Regions from separate parts of the Anas platyrhynchos genome. Here all the other regions are linked to region 3. The links are chromatin contacts, called in public Hi-C maps. All regions are on one chromosome and are shown on one strand. Each heading gives the region's core, a stretch centred on a gene start, on an enhancer-like site or on the middle of the called end of the contact. The rest is flanking DNA. Distances are from core to core; before and after follow the strand shown. Region 1 has its middle 34 kb from the start of SNX19. Region 2 overlaps SNX19 (sorting nexin 19). Region 3 holds the start of ADAMTS8 (ADAM metallopeptidase with thrombospondin type 1 motif 8).

The links. Hi-C and Micro-C count contacts between places; a contact is called where the count stands out from the background.
Region 1: a contact with region 3 is called in a Hi-C map of F5 follicle, with 3 times the contacts expected there. The contact joins the enhancer-like site here to the promoter of ADAMTS8 in region 3. A contact is called at or near these places in 7 of 8 Hi-C or Micro-C datasets (F1 follicle, F5 follicle, liver and 3 more).
Region 2: a contact with region 3 is called in a Hi-C map of skeletal muscle, with 5 times the contacts expected there. The contact joins the enhancer-like site here to the promoter of ADAMTS8 in region 3. A contact is called at or near these places in 2 of 8 Hi-C or Micro-C datasets (skeletal muscle and subcutaneous adipose tissue).

Annotation. Positions count from the first base shown.
Region 1 is chr25:4,746,394-4,749,506 of IASCAAS_PekinDuck_T2T, forward strand. No RefSeq gene overlaps it. Among named protein-coding and RNA genes, the nearest start is that of SNX19, 34 kb to the right of the region's middle. Within about 2 kb of position 1,453, at least 1 of the 8 cell types and tissues checked has an H3K27ac peak or open chromatin away from gene starts, as enhancers often do. A contact at or near this core is called in F5 follicle, where this site is marked.
Region 2 is chr25:4,769,032-4,772,029 of IASCAAS_PekinDuck_T2T, forward strand. The region is part of intron 8 of SNX19 (sorting nexin 19); the gene reads right to left. Among named protein-coding and RNA genes, the nearest start is that of SNX19, 12 kb to the right of the region's middle. Within about 2 kb of position 1,685, at least 1 of the 8 cell types and tissues checked has an H3K27ac peak or open chromatin away from gene starts, as enhancers often do. A contact at or near this core is called in subcutaneous adipose tissue, where this site is marked.
Region 3 is chr25:4,612,780-4,615,971 of IASCAAS_PekinDuck_T2T, forward strand. It overlaps ADAMTS8 (ADAM metallopeptidase with thrombospondin type 1 motif 8), which reads right to left and starts at 1,836. Exons shown (of 9, transcript XM_027444238.3): 1 at 1,044-1,836. The coding sequence starts at 1,793.

The sequences.
Region 1 (3,113 bases), core at 203-2,702, 130 kb after region 3:
CGCTCTTTCCCCCATCTCCGGGACTGCTTTAGTCAACGTTTACATATTATGTAGAACTACATGGGAAAAAAAAAAAAAAAGAAAAAGAAAAGAAACAGACTCTGTGTAATAGAGGTGCTTGTAAATAATCACTGGCCTAATCCCCTTTGACAATGAAAGATATCCAACCAGAAAATGCTCAAGTCTGTAACTCAACCTGAAACTTAAGCACAAGGAAGTAGTGTCAAAAGGGGACTTGGGTTCCCATAAAAGCCTCTCTACTTCCAGACCCTGGGCCCCCTAGCCAAAAAAACAGAGCAAACTTCCAGACATAACATCTGAGAAGTGCAGGCCTCACAAAGGGACTCGCTAACCTCCGCCGCAGAGACAACCACCAGGAGAAGGCGCGGGGCGAAGGAAGCCTTCGAGCCCAGACGAAGTGCCTGCCAGGGAAGGGAGGCACAATTCCCATCAGGGATGGGGCAGGCGCTGGTACAGTATCCCACAAGGGCTGCTGAAAGCCCTCTCGGGGGAATCGTTTGAAGCCAGGCTGGACAAAGCCCTGGAGAAGTCTCGTGGCTGGAGTTTGTCCTCTGCTCTTGTGCAATTCCCCTGGAGTTGATGCACGGCAAAAGAATTTAGCTCAGGGTAGGACGAGGAGCCCCTGGGCAACGAGAGGTGGATTAAATAACCCTAATTATGGTTTCAGGTCTCTTTTTTGATTGCTTCTGTCCCGCTGAGGATACCGAGCGTGTGAGGTCCGGCTCTGAGAGGTGAAGCGCTCGCCCTGCAGCCTCAACAATGGGTGCAGGCAGTGAGCAGCGAGTGGGTACTTCTGTGAGGATGCCTGAGCTTAATCACAGAAGAGAAGCAATAGGAACTAAATGTTGGTCTACTTTTAAAAGCAGAAGGCCCTAAGATGTCAGGGCTAGCTGTCCTAGCTAGATATCCTGGCCTGCTTTATTCCCTGTCTCAGCAAACCCTGGTGGCACTTCTCGGGCTGCCGCAAGGTGCTGATGCTGCCAGAGCCCCAGCTCAGGCTCCTCCAGCCCCGAAGCACCGAGGCAGGCACCTGCCAAGGGTGGCTCAGGGCCCACCCTCTCCATGGTCCATCGCAAAGAGCCCTCGTGGAGGCAAGAGCCTGCCATGCTATCGTTCTAGAGGGCTGCCAAACTCAAACAGGAGAGCTGTCTCCATAGCGCACACAAATATTTTCTCCAAGCAAGGGACCAGCTGGGAACGTGTGACCACCAGCCACCACCCAGCTCCATTTGGAAGCTGCTAACGTGCTTATCTCCGATTCTCACATGATCTCAGGTGCCCCCTTAGCTCAAGACCCTTCTCCAAGGCAGGGTGAACCAAGGCTTCAGCTTGCTCTCCATTGCCTCCAGCTCCCCGGCAGGTCTCTCTGTGCTGCCACTGGTCTGGAAACGCTTGCACGCTGCACCCTCTGCCTGCACGGAGAGCACCGACACCCTGCTGATGGAGAAGGACCAAAAGTGCTGGGAAAACAGGCAGTGGGTTACCGAGAGCAAAGCTGGTACTGCTCAATTGCAGGGCTTCACGGTTTCCATGAGCAGCGCTGGCTGCACTGCTTCGTGCTTTACCCACAGCCTCGAGACGCCACCGGTATTAAATTTCTTCCGCATGGGACAGGATCCTTCCCCGATACGCCGGGGAGTTTCTCTTTGCTCGTCGGGAATTTTCCGATGAGCTGGTTTCTCATCGGAAAATGCCGATACACTGAAATCAAAGCCCTTTGTGGGAACATACCAGTTTAGGGAATCCTTCATGGGAAAGTCGCCTTCAAGCCCAGGCTGGAGCTTCTGCTTGAGGGGCGCGAGCCAGAGCGTCCCCATCACCTGGCTGAGCTGCTGCCCCCGGGATGGGGACACCCCCACCCCTTTATTTTCTTTTCCCCATCTCCCCACCCCAAGACATTGCACCACGAGGCTGGTGTCTCTGCAGAAAACCATGAGACTATATTTTGCCTCTAATAAACCCCATAACCCTCAGGAACACAGACCACTCAGCCCTATGGGCAGGACATTATCTTGGGACATGGGGCACACCTGGATGTGACACCGTGTTTGCAGGCACACATCTCGTCCAGTTTTCCTGGGAAAAGCCTCCCAGAGCCCTGGGTTCACGGTGAAGGACTGGAACCGGGTTCAAATTAGGGGGAAGAAAAATCACCTGGGAGCCGGACCCCGTCCTGCGCAGGGCTCCAGCTCGCTGGGCGGTGTGGTGGCACGGCGGGGCTCACCAGTGTCCCCCTGTCCCCAGGGGCTGTCCCCTGTCCCTCGGAGGCTCTGAGATGGCTGAGACAACAGCACCACCTCGTGCCTCTGCCTGGCTGGGGGGAAAATGGAAGGGACGGCCCCAAAGCTCCCTCTGGCGGCTTCTGCAGGCGAGGAGGGATGGGGACGAGGATTTGGAGAGGTCTGAGTCAAAACCAGCCCCTGCAGCTTCCCTGCTTCCCCACCCAACGCATCCCAGCTGCATTTTGGAGAAACTGCTCCTGGGCACCGCTTGCCCGCTCCCTGCGCACCCCAAATCCATCCACAGCCGCTGGGGTCCCCGCCAGGACAGCGCGCAGGCAAGGGTTTGTCCTCCAGGCAGGCAAATCTGGATCTGGGAGCTCAGAACTGCTGCCACAGGGTATGCAGGAACCCCCGGTACATTACCTCAGGAACTACCTGGTTTTGCTAAATTTATTTCAGAAGAACCAGCTGAAGGGCTGCGGGCTTTCAAGAGATGTTCAAAGGGAGGTGTCGCCATCCGCCACTTGCTGCTGCGGTGCTGGGGCCTGCCAGTGACAACCCTACGGGCAGTTTAACCTAAAATGCCAGCTTCTCTGGCAGTTTTAGGCTGCTTCAGGAGGATGCTTGCTGCAAACATGCTGTGTTTGCAATGCTGACAGTGGCTGCAAGGCTTGTAGCACTTGCGGTTTGGAAGCTGGCACTTTTAACCGATTCAGCGCAGGGCTGGGGGGGATTTGTCCCTGCTCCTTCCCAAGGAATTTCTTCCCCTGCTGCAACCCCTTTCTAAATTCACATGGTGATGAAATCTGGTCCTTCTGAAGCTGTTCCCCGGAACAGTCCAGAGGGCTGACGGATTGCAAAACCTCTTGG
Region 2 (2,998 bases), core at 435-2,934, 160 kb after region 3:
TAACTGAGCCCATCCTGCGTGATGGTCACAGCACCGTGCCACGTCCCTGCTGAAGGAGGGACAGGAGGCAGAGGCACGCAGTGTGCTGAGGTATCCTTTGGACCAGCACAGATGGCTGGATTGCTGCAGGGACCCCAAATTTGGCTGCAGTGCTGCTCGGCTGATGACCCAGGACCCTTGTTGATCACAGGCAATGGAAGCTGGTCCGGGATGCTCTCACCTGGAGGGGCTGGAGGTGGCTGTAAGCCCAGCGAGCAAGCCCCTGGCAGCAGGGCTAAAGAAACCAGCCACGTTGCTGAACTGCCACCACTAGTGCATGCGGTGAATGAACATGCAACTTTGAAAATGCACTGAATATCCTAGACTGCACTGGAAAGGCATCCTGGAATAGCCCACAGCCCTGCAGGCTCCAGCACTGGGGCCCTGCAGCACTGAACAGCCCTGCTCTGCCCTGCTGCCTACCTGCACACCCTGCAGACAGCCGGCAGCTCCCCCTCGTGCCAGCAGAGGCGACGCACCACAGGCAGGGACAGCAGCCTGAGCGTTGTGTGAGTGCAGAGCCAGAGCTGGAGAGGAAGCCCCATGAGGAAAACTAGAATTTGGCAAAGCCATCCAGCCCCCTGGGTGCCAATGTATAGGGAAACAGCTAGAACTTGCAAGGAACTGTGTCCACAAAAGCCAGGTGGCCATCTGTAACCTGCCTCCTGCCTGCCCCTGGGTCTCTGGCTATGTCTCACGGGCTGGAGCATCATCTCTCCAAATCCACACGGATTCCCAGCCACCCACAAGGGCTCTAGTCCATTCTTGCTTCAAGAATGGTGATTTCAGAAGAGGAGACTGCTTGTTGGGGGACAGCAGCTCTTGTAGCCAGTTCCTGCCAGCTCCTGGCAGGCTGCTTTGCTGAGGAAGAGGACTGGAGGAGCACCAGTGACTCAAAACAAACAGCAAGGCAAGCAGCTGAGCTCCTGGGGAAGGCAGGGGTGCTTCGTGTTTATCTGAATGTGGAACACAGCACCCCAAGCTGCCTGCTGCATGTGCGCTCCCCTAAATACACAGCCACCACCGCTGGGGTTATGGGGTGTGACGGGTCCCCTTCTGTCAGCTCGGCAGTTTGCATTGCTGTGGCTCTCTTGTGATGCACGGGTAGGGGAAGCCAGCAGCTCTGCTCCTGGACCTGCACTGCACCACGCTCTGAAAAAGCACCTACATATAAATCCTCCCCAGAATCCTGGGCTCTGCTGGAAGGAGATGCAGACCCCGGAGAGCCCCAGCAGGGCAGGATGGGCTCTACCTGGCTCCTGCTGGACCCTGACCCAGTGACCAGCGTGCCACCAGGGACACAGCGAGGGCAGGGCGCGGGGTCACAGCCGCAGAGTGGCTCGCATGCTTGCCATGTATTTTTAACGCCGCTTTGACTCACGGGCTCCAAAAAGCACACGGATTCTCCAAATGCTTTTTAGCTCTTTCCCCGAACACCCTCGGGGCCCAGAATAGCCCCAACTACCCCCCTCTGCCATCAGGTTCCCGTTGCAGCCTCCTGGTGAGAGCGAGATCTCCATTCCCAGCCCAGGGAAGGGAAGCAGCAGCCGGCCAGAGGAGGGGCACGGAGCAGGGTTTGGTTACAGGCAGGGAGAGGCACACAGAGCCTGCTGGAAGCGCTCCTTGGCCCCAGGGTTGCCTGGGCTCCCAGCAAGCCTCCTCTCCACCCACCTCTCCTTTCTGCTCCAAAAAAGGATCACTCCCTGTTACATAATGGGATGAGCGCCCCGCTCAGATGCGGGCTTGCAGACGCGGCCTCCCTTTTACTTAACAATACCTTTTTCGGTCATACTGCCGTCCTCGCTGCCGAGCTGACAGTCAGGGGAGACGGATAGTGCCTGGCTCCGGCTACTTCTGCTACAGAGAGGAGAAAGAGGAGTGTAGAGGGATGCTCCCTGCAAATGGAGTGGGATGGGGAGCTCTGGCTCACCAGCAAGGTAACGCCGGGCACTTCGTGTCAGCACAGGGGTCCTGTGGGCACCACATACCTTAGAGATCAAGTTCCCAAAGGAGAGGGAGCTGGTTTTCTGGAGAAATTAGACCTCTCTGTTGGTGTTTCTTTGATTTCTCTGCTCTCACATGAGGCACACGTGGTGCACAGCAGCAGCAATGCCCATGGAGGAGGCTGCAGGAGCAGCATGTTTCCCAGTGACCAAGTAGAGAAGCCTCCAGCAGCAGCCCCCTCCTGACACCCAAAACACTGCTAGGTCGGTTTTCCAAAGCCCACCACATAACCCAGCTGCTGATAGGAACGGAGGAGGTCTTCCTATCAGGGAGGGATGACTCCACTTGTGCTTTGTAATTAGCCAAAGTTAGGGACAGGCTGTGAGACACCTCGTGTTTGTCCACCTCTTCTCAGAGACAGGAGCAATGATGTCTCGAAGAGCACACGCTCCCAAACAGCTTCGGTATCTCTCTACCTGCACAGGATACCCCGACACAGCGCCTGCCTGAGAACCTGAACGAAGGCTGTGCTAGGTCCGGCCTAGCAATGATTAAGTTGCCAATGCTTAAATGAAACAGAAATGCCACCTTGTGCCCTCAGACAGGCAGTTGGCATAAAGTCTGAGCCAGAGAGCTCTTGATCTGCTCAGGGCAGCAGGGACCACTTGGGTCAGCCACGAGGACCCATCTCAGCCCCCCTCCTGCTCAGGTATCACGAGAAGGGCCAGGGTGCCATGGCAAGCTGGCAGGGAGCCCTCCTGTTCCCACACCTCCTCCACTGCAGGGATACCTACATCCCTCATCTCAAACATCTGCCTATGGCACTGAGCTCTGCTCTCCTACCAGATCACAGCTTCTGTAACAGGCAGATTTGAGCTGCTCCCAGTTCTGTGCCCACTACAGCGCCCTGCCCCTTGCGTGGGCTTCCAGGATCACTGAAAACCTCTCACCTTGCTCCAAGATAAGACAACCTCTACCCTGATACTCTTTCCGTTCAGGGGACCAAAGCACAGCC
Region 3 (3,192 bases), core at 586-3,085:
CTGGGGATTTCAGACTGTGCCAGCCCAGATTTGGACCCGGGGACCCAAACAAACCTTCCCTGCCAGGAGCAGGGCAGCACGTGCAGGGAAGCGGGGTGCAGCACAGGACAACGCTTGGGAAAATTTCCCCCACGCAAGACCTGGGGAAACTGAGGCACTGGGAGGAGGTCCCCAAAAATCAGCAACCAGTGTTGCCGAGAGCCCCTCTGCGATGGGAAGTGCACACCAGACCCGAGGGATTAGCCCTGTCCTTATCACATCTGCAGTTGCACTGGCGTTTCCTGGGCTCCAGCTCCCCGGCACCAGGGGGCCACGTCCCCACCCCGTCCCGCTGCGGGGGTCTCTGCGTTTCCTGGCTGGGGGCAGCGTGTCCAGGCAGGGAATGCTTCTGGCAGCGGTGGCGTGGGGAAAAAGCAGCGCTGTGCATCTGCTGGGCTGCTAACAGGTGGCTCGGGAGCGGGGCTGTTACCGTGCCATTTGCTGCCCAGCCCGTTGCAGCACAGCTCTGTCCCTACAGAGAGAAGTGGGGACACTGGGCACGAGGGACACTGCAGTGTGCAGCCTGGGCAGATGCATGGGGTGGGTGCCGGCTCTGGAAAGGGTCCCCAACACCAGCTGAACTCCCCTGCAGCCTTTGCCCAGGGACTTTTGGCTCCTACAGAGCAAGCAAGGGTGGGGACGGAGCGCAGGTCCCCAGCCCACCGCCAGCAGTCCCTGCCTGTCCCTGCCCCACCAGGCTCCGGGGTGGGAGGGGGCCACCCCTTGCTGGCTCCAGACCCCCCGAGGACCCCGGGGTGCAGCACCGGGTGGGGGGCACACGGGCTCCCCGCCGTGCTGGGCTCCCCTCCGTGCCTTGGCAGCAACAGGGGGGCGAGTGGGAGCGGGACATGGCACGGGTGGGGACACCGGGGAGCGATGAGGGGCTGGGGGGGGGGACAGAGGGATGGGGACAGGAGGGAAGGGGAGGTGGTGGGGATGGAGAAGGGAAGGGTCACAGCGGGATGGGGCCGGGGATGGGGCGGGGGGCCAGCTCCAGCCCTTACCTCCACGTCCTCCCCGTAGAAGCGCACCATGGAGGCGTCGGCCACCAGCAGCGTCTCCACGTAGCGCGCCTCGGACACGAAGCGCCGGGGCCTCCGGAGCGGCTCCGCGGGGCCGGCGGCTGCCGGGGGCCGGGGCCGGGCCGCCGTCGGGGCGGCCGTCGGGGCGGCGCGGCGCTGGAGGCGGTGCAAGCGGCGCCAGGGAGGGCCGGGAGCGGGCGTCCCGAGCGGCAGCAGCTCGTAGGCCGCCCCGTCGAGCAGGAAGGCGGCGCGGAGCCCGGCGGCCGGCCCGCAGCGGCTGAGCGCGGCGGGGGCATCGGGGCGCCCCTCGACGGTGCCCGAGTAGAAGCAGCCCCGGCGGGGCGAGGCGCGGCCCGGCGGCCTCCGACCTCCTCCCAGGCGCTGCAGGCGGAGGCGAGGGGCGAGGAAGGAGGCGTCGGGCCGGAGGCGAAGCACCACGGCTCGCCCGAAGGCGGCCAGCCGCAGCGCCAGCTGCCCCGACGGGGCGGGCAGGCGGGCGGGCAGCACCGGCTGAGCCTCCCGGGCCGGCGGAGGCTGAGCCTCGCGGGGCGGCGGAGGCAGCGCCCAGGCGTGGCACAGCAGCAGCAGGTGGAGCGGGGCCCGGCCGGCCAGCAGCGCCCGCCGCCCCATGGCCCGGCCCCGCCGGGCTCCCGCTGCCCGGCCCCGCGACGGCTGCTCCGCGGCGGCTGCGGAGCCCGCTGTATTTATACTTTCTCCCCCCGGCTTTGACATAAGAGGTTTATTTTTGATCTCTCGCTGTTCCCCGCTCCCCTCCCCTGCCAGCCAGAGGCTGGGGGAGGAGGAGAAGTGAAAGAGAAAAAAAAAAAAAAAAAAAAAAAAAGAAGAAGAAGCAGAAAAAAAAAAAAAAAAAAAAAAGCACTTTTGGATGGGGTTTGAGGCCAATCAGGCGCCGGGAGCCCCGCCTGCCTCCAAGTGTCAACTCCAGCCTGTTACTCTCCCAGCGTTAACCCCTTCGGCCCAGCCGCTGCCCGCCCGCAGCCGGGGCCTGATCCTGCTCGCCCCAGCAGCAGGGGGTGCAGGGTCCTGTCCCCGCTGGGCTCTTGCAGCCGCTTCTTCCCCCGCCACGGGGCAAATTGCCCCCGAGGGGTGCCAGAGGTGGCCACGTCCTCCCCCCGGTTTTCCTGGGGGTCCCTTCGATTGCTCCTCTGGACAGGGCTGGAAAGCACCAGGGCTTTGCTATGGGGAGCGCCTGCAAGGCAGGAGGTGCCCCGGGGCGTTTGGCTCCGTGGTTCCTGCATCTTTTACTTTGCCAGGGACAGAGGATTTTGGGCCCCAGGGAAAGCTGCGGCAGTGACAAACGCAGGAGGTTTTCCATGCCCTGAACAGCTGGGGCCACATGGGGTTTGCTCAGGCTGGAATAAAGCAATGGGCTCCAGGGGCTAAATCAGACTTCTGGGAAATACCTACAAGAATAAAATAATGCAGCCAGCTCCCGCTGTGCATTTTGGGGTCAGGGGGAAGTGTGACTTCGTTAAACACCTGGATGTCCCCCTTTCGGATCCATTTTGTCTCCCCATCCATATTTCCCTGCTGTCAGTGGAAATCCTACAGGTCTCAGCCCACAAAACCCGGTGGCCACTGCCACGAGTACGGAGGTGGCAAGCGTCGGGAGATGGGCAGAAGCACGCTGTCCCTGGCTGGGAACCTGCTTAGCACCAGGAACAACCCGGCTGTAATGGAGCAAGGGAAACTGCTCCTTATAGATTACTCCTTCTTTCCTCTTTAGCCCTCCTTCCCCATTAGTTCATGAGATTCCTGGCTTTTGGAGCATGCTTGGTACAGCACGGAGATATCCTGGGATGGTGGCAGGTCCCATCCTGCTCCCTGTCCTGATTTCCTAAACCTTCTATGGGGCGTAGCACACACTCAGAGCTGGGTTTGTGCCTTAACCATGCAGTGGATACAAGCCCAAGGATCAGCTCTTTGAAATTGTGGGCTTTTTACCCCCTTAGCCTGATCCTAAAAAGACTTGAAATGGTGAAGCAGCATTTGGCACCTTGGGATTCCTGCTTCCCTGTAGCTGGGAAATCAGAGTCCCAGCCACAGCTGGGCAGCGGGGTGTAGGGTGAAGGCGCACCCTTTACAGAGGATGTATTTACATCTGCCTTTC